Regions from separate parts of the Zea mays genome. Here region 1 is linked to region 2. A link is a contact called in public Hi-C data. All regions are on one chromosome and are shown on one strand. Each heading gives the region's core, a stretch centred on a gene start, on an enhancer-like site or on the middle of the called end of the contact. The rest is flanking DNA. Distances are from core to core; before and after follow the strand shown.

Region 1 (3,414 bases), core at 739-3,238, 350 kb after region 2:
GTTCACACTTTGCACTTCATTTGGCCGATCGAGATCATAGAAATGGGTTACATATGGCGGTTGGAATCCCTAGCAAATGCACTATAGTACTATACAGATTTCACTCTAAAAAAAAGGTACTGGAGCATGTTCACCGCATCTTCGGAGATTCTCTCTCTGTAAAAAAATCGTCTCCAGCTTTTAGCTAGATGAGGATGAGGAGCTACTAGCTAGTGACGGGGACTTGAGAAAAGAAAAAAAGAAAAAGAGAGGCGGTTGGCCTCTTGCCTCCGGGCAAAGACGACGAAGCTTTGGGTAGGTATATTGAATATTCGTGGGTTTATTCCCTGAGTAACTGACAGAGTGACAGTCTCTATCTAAACTTTACCGCTGTCCTATATAATTCAGTAATTCAGGTGTTTAAACTTTACCACTCGTCCTGTATAATTCAGTCAAGATGATTTTAGGCGACTTGTACCACTGGCTTAGTATAAATAAAATGCTATTTTTTGTGACTTGTATTTATATTATAACATATCATTTTTTTTGTCCTTACTAGAAAATAATTATAAATTGCATAATTGTCTTTATGCCGAGTTGCCAACACAAATCATGCCTTGTTGAGTTTTTGGTTCCGTTTAACGGTTTTTTTATGTTTGAAACAGAAAATATAGATCGTGTATATAAAAATTACAGCAAACTAAAACTGTAATTTGAAGTAAAATATATTTAATTATCAGCATCTGAAAAGAAACTAAAATATAGAAAATTTAATTTTATCAAGTCCTAATCTTTTACATCGAGGTTGCACTAGAAAGTACTCCCTCTCTGTTCCTATTTACCTCGTGGCATCGTGCCGGCAACTATTGTTGTGTTGCGATTGATTTGCTGTTAGTAGGGTTGTCTTAACCATTGTAGTGGTCCTATTCTTCTCCGCAACCTCCTTTTGAAGGGGCGCTAGTTTACCTAGTCTATGTCATCCTTTTCTTTATTAAATAAAATCGACAACTTTCTGTCTGCATTTATTTAAAAAGAACTATAGCGATTCAGAGAAAAGGGCCATTAAAATTCACAAGCAATCGCATCCTTCGTCTCTTTGATGATATGTCAGAGCATCTCCAACAATGCCTCAAACTAATGCCTTAAATCAAAATATAGGGCTCCACACAGGAAAAACCATTCCAACAGTGCCTCAATTCAACAAATTTTGTCAAAAAACTATAGAGCACCCTCTCAAGTGCCTCAAATATACTACACCGTAGTGGGCTGCCCTATAATCTAGATTTGAGGCTTTACTGTTGGAGCGCGGTGTTTTGTTGGTGCCCTAAATTCTATAAAATTTACTTATTTTTAAATTATAAGACATTTTTATAGGTCACGTTGTTGAAGATGCTCTCTTGAATGAAGCAAATCACACTTTTCGTTAGTATTATTCGCATTAACACAAAGTTGTGCCCTGCTCAAGGAATACAATATCGCGACCAAAGATAAACCATCTCTGATGCTACTTTGCTATTTCATTTATTTGTCATTAGTATAGTGGGTTCAATTTTCCTATCGATTACAACGAACCTATTGCAATTTGCAAGCTGTTTGCGGAAGCTTTCAAAAATATTTTATAGGGAAGTTTCTTTGTGTCGAAATCCAACCCGTGCCGAAATCCAACCATCTCGACCGATCAATCGGGAAGGAGATGGGGGAAAGGAAAAAAGAAACAGGAGTCAGGAGCAGAGGCCAGGGGTGGCGAGGCATTTTTGGCCACAGGGGCGCAGCCAAAAGGCGTCGTCCCATCGAATCCGCCACGTCCGCATCGGCGACCCGGCAGGAACACGGCCGCGGGCAGAGTGCCTGTCTCCGCCACAACCCCGGCGAGGCCCCCCTCCCCCTCCGTCCACACCTCCTCCCCTCCGTCCTCTCTCTCTCTCTCTCTCTCTCTCCCTGCCGCGTCGCCGCTATAAATACCTCTTGCCGCCGCCTCCTTCCCTCCCATCTCCAACGCCAAGCACATACTGACACACACACACACACACAAGCCCATTGCATTCGCCAAACATTCGCCCACGCGCCATTGTAGCGCACGAGCTCCCGAAGCCCTCATCGCCGTGCCGTTCGTCTCGCCGGATCGATCGCTCCGCCCCTGCTCCTGGCTTTGGTGCCGTATGCCCGTCCGTCTCCATAGGGCTTGCATTCTCTCTGCTTTGATTTGACGGTACCCAGCTGAAGCACACAAATTGCCTCCGTTTGCCGGTCCTGTGCGTGCGCGATCGAGTTTTGTTGATGGTCATCTAGCAGGATCGCAGGAGTTGACGAGCCGCACGCCCTAGCTCGTACGTGAAAAAAACGTGGCCACGGTAAGCCATCTGTTCTGCTATTCCCCTGTTTAAACCCGAAATAAGTTTTAGCTTCCCCTCCTCATGTACGGAATTTCGACATTCAACTCTCAACTTCGTTTTTTTTTGCCATTTTGTCTGCTGCGCTTGGAACTTAGTTATGTTTTTTTTTCTGTTTCATTAGTGGTGACAGTACATGCTACCTTTTTTTTCGCTCTCTCACTATCTCAACAAACGAGTGATGGTGAATGTCTGAATGAACAGAGAGAAGTAACAAAACACATCATCAATCATTTCCAAATGAATACATTCTATACTCATGCATGTCATTTTTGTTAAATTGTTACGGAATCATAACACCCCGGTTGAGATCAGAGGCTGCACCAGTTTGTATGTACACTGATGAAGCAAACATCTTCAGATGCAATTATTTTCTTCTTAAGATTGCGTATATATTCTAAAGGAAAAAACATGGTGATTTTCATTCACTCGTTTTCCATAAAAAATAACTTTCACGCTAGTGTGTCCCTATTTTTTCAGAGTAACAATCCTCTGCTGTGCGGGTCTTTTCATGATCGTTTAACCTGATAGTTCACTTTCGCAATACCAACTGCATGTTAAGTCCAAATATAATTGTTTTTTTTCTTTCCTTTTTTGGTCCTTTTTTTTAAACAGAGTATGCATTGCACTTTCACTTTCCATCCAGACACACTAGGGCTTTACTAATTTCCGGGCTGGTTTACAACAAAGGGGAGATATATCTAGGGAGACAAAACTTTCCACAAATAACTAAATATCTTAGGGTAGTTTGAGAACTCTATTTTTCTATGGGATTTCTATTTTCCCAAAGGAAAATGAACTAATTTCCTCTAGAAAAATTGAAATCCCTTGAAAAAATGTGGTTCCCAAACTAGCCCTTATGTAAACAATATCCCTGAGATTGCTCACCTTGGAAAATGCAGGGATCCTTAGGGGATTTTAGTTTCCAAATTAACCCTACATGGGCAGTTCTCTCCACGGGTAGCATGTTCAGGAAGATCGTAAAGGATGTCGTCATAAAGGTGCTTAGCTCTTGGGAGTCCCTAGAGCCGTTTCTGTGTATTAG
Region 2 (3,326 bases), core at 630-3,129:
CCAAGGCCATAATAATATGCTGACGTGGTGTCATGAATCATCCTCAGTCGATCTGCGTTCGCCGTAGATACTATGCTCGATCGCGTGGTCAAAGCTAGAGCGTCCGGACATGATCCCCTAGTGCAACGCTGGTACGTACGTTCGCGTGGATTCCGCGCTGGACCGGAGATTTTACTTGTCATCGTCATCATCACAAGAGAAAAGGGCCGGTGAACGCTCGCCTCGGTCGGTCGCGTGACACCCGCCGATTCAACCGGAGTCTCGGAACCAAGCAAGCCGAAAAAAGGTCGCCGATCCAGGCATGGGGCAGGAGCCGCGGGCCGTGACAAACTGCACCGACCAGAATGCGCCGCATCGGGGTGGTGGATGGCTGACTGACGACCGGCCACTTGCGTACGTTTTCTTGGTACCAAAGGAAGTAGTAATTGATTATCACCACCGCACCACATGAGCAGTACGAGTCTCCATCGTCGAACTATCGGAGCGGAGATCACGTCGTACAGTACGTGTACTCGGATATGCCGTATAACCCGTCAGCAGGTCGGCGCAAAGATACCTGGTGATCGAGCTAACGGATTGGATGACATCCACCTCTTTCACAGTACGTACTATAATTTGAACTAATTGTTGACCAGATTTTGACTCCCGTCTCTTGAAATACGAATTGTTTTATTTCAGGTCGGCAACAAATTCGTTCAATTGAAGAACTTTGGAACAGTTATGTTTTGCGCATCATTTCCTTGGAAGAGGTGACGCTAGAAGGTAAGTTATAATGCAATTCCAAACATCTTTTAAAGCTTAATGTTAGAATACTTGATTGGCTTTTGGTTCATATAGTGTAACGTTAACGTTAGGAAAAAAAGTCCAAATTACTCTCCACACCTACGAACGAATGTTCATATAACACTCTAAAGTACTTTTTTAGTTCAATTTATCGCTCCACATGTTTGAGTTGGTTCAATCTATCCCTTAACAAACTTTATTTTTTTTATTTCTCTATGTATAAATTGAGTTTCCACTTTCTAGTCCAAATTTTATTGGTTAGTAGCTCAGGCCACAACTTAGCCTACAAAAAAAAATTATAATTTTTCATAATTCTTTTGACAGGTTACATATTCTATAATAACTTTAATGGTAGAAAACTAAATATTAAATAATCATAAAAATTCTTAATATAATTTTTAACATAAGTTATGATGTCCTTAATCACCTTAGAAAATATAAATTTTAAATTCAACTTTTACATAGAGAAATTAAAAAAAGACAAATATTATTAGTTAAAACGAAAGGATTGGTAGTTTTTTTTTAACTCTTCGAGGTGCTCTTGACAGAGCTTTTTGAGAGACTTGAGCTTTATAGCTTCTTTGGCTTCTCGAGGATAACCCTATTAAACGCTAACTATATCTTGCCATATACAGCGTTAGAAAGCTCAGTTGGGTAAGGCCTAGTTGCTTTATGCGTATTCGATCTTATATGTTTTCCGCCGTTGGCAAGTCGAGAACCATGCCACCATAGCAGCAGGTTCATGCTTGTGTGTTGTTCCGGTCTAACAGAGAAAGCAGCAGGCAGCAGCAGATGCACATATTTGTCAAAACCTGTGTCTGAAATGAACAGGACGCCGCTATCCCGAAACGCACTAATTAGCATCGAGCATGCACAAAGCTAACCCAGAGCTGCGTCCTTCGTGCGACCACGACAGCAGCCTTCGGGGAAGCGTACAGATGGCCACGGCAGAACAGAAAGCAGGGCCCGGCCGGCCGGTTGCCAGTGCCAGCCATCCGGAACCTTGCAGTTGCAGTCCAGCAGCACCCGTCAGGCCGTGAGCCACAGAACCTGCCCCCCACGTCCGGCACGCGTATCTCGCGTCACCCACACAACACAAGCAAGCGAGGAAGAATTAGCACGAATCGCATGACCGCGCAGGGCTAATTTAATGACAGCCCTCAGCCCAGCCTCGCCCCGCCCGCTAATGACAGCGACGGCGGCATCTCGCTGTCTCCCGGTGACGAAGATAAGACGAAGGGGTCGGGGGAGGCGGAGAGCAGCAGAGCTAAGCGCGGCTACAACTATAAGCTTAGCGGTTTTATCCGGTTTACTAGAGCTTAAGTTAGGTGGGCTTGTGTCTCGTGCGCTTTGCTTCTCAGGCACCAGCTCAGCGCAAGCCAATACACACACATGCATCCCCGCTCGAATACGCGTCTGGCCGCCTCCGCTGTGCTTGTTAGCATGCCGCTTTTCACCATGGCGGCCCGCACGCTTCCTTCCCGCTTCTTTACCAACCCTTATATACCCCCGGCACCCCCTCGCCCATCCCATGACACCTCTTGCCCCGCACGAGCTGCAAACGCGCAACACTCGAATAGCTAGCTGACAGCTGCTGGGGAGGGAGGGAGGGATATACCTGTGCGCGTGCACGCGCCATAGATAGGTAGGTGCACTGACTCCACTGCTGCAGGAGCTGAATTTGGCACATGTCAGCAGGTGCCCAAACAGATGGGCGTGCCCTAACGGTTCATGGCTGAGAAGCAGCCGCCGGCACCCCATTCTCCTTCCCCGGCGGTGCAGGTGCAACCGGCCGGGCCGGCAGCCGGCGGCCACAGCCACCACCAGGCGGCTTCTGCTTCGGCTTCGGGCCCAGCCTCGCCTCATTCCCCTTCTCCGGTGGTGCAGCAGGGCGACGGGACGTCGTCGGCGCGGGCAGCTGCCATCACGGCTCCGCCGATGGCGACGACGACCGCGACGAGCTCGGGGGAGCCGTCGCCGCGGTCGTCCGGGAAGCACGCATTCTACCGAGGCATACGGTGCCGGAGCGGCAAGTGGGTGTCGGAGATCCGGGAGCCCCGCAAGGCGCGGCGCATATGGCTCGGCACGTACCCGATGGCGGAGATGGCCGCGGCCGCCTACGACGTGGCGGCCCGCGCGCTCCGCGGCGCCGACGCCGTGCTCAACTTCCCCGGCGCGATCGCCTCGCGCGCGGCCCCAGCGTCCGCGTCCCCCGAGGACATACGCGCCGCGGCGGCCGCGGCCGCGGCCGCCGCGCAGCTCGAGTACTCGCATCAGGGTCGTACCGCCAATCCTCCTCCTCCTCCTGCTTCTCCTCCTTCTCCTGCTGCTGCTGCTGCACAGGACTGGCATCAACAGCACGACGCGGCGGCGAGCTACACGCCGCAGCAGGAGGCCGGCACTGACGAGTTCATGGACGAAGAGGCCATCTTCGAGATGCCGCAGCTCCTGCGGAACATGGCGGCGGGGATGATGATGAGCCCGCCGAGGCTCAGCCCCGACACCTCCGACGAGTCGCCCGACCCGTCCGAGGCCGGGGAGAG

What was found. A called contact is a pair of places that touch in the nucleus more often than the background predicts.
Region 1: a contact with region 2 is called in a Hi-C map of leaf, with 2.7 times the contacts expected there. The contact joins the promoter of LOC100501893 here to the promoter of LOC103627544 in region 2. A contact is called at or near these places in 16 of 25 Hi-C or Micro-C datasets (bundle sheath, ear, endosperm and 5 more).

The regions. Positions count from the first base shown.
Region 1 is chr5:203,931,692-203,935,105 of Zm-B73-REFERENCE-NAM-5.0, forward strand. LOC100501893 (SPX domain-containing membrane protein) reads left to right here and starts at 1,989. Exons shown (of 11, transcript NM_001196532.1): 1 at 1,989-2,330.
Region 2 is chr5:203,585,183-203,588,508 of Zm-B73-REFERENCE-NAM-5.0, forward strand. LOC103627544 (ethylene-responsive transcription factor ERF027) reads left to right here and starts at 1,880. Exons shown (of 1, transcript XM_008647830.2): 1 at 1,880-3,326. The coding sequence starts at 2,515.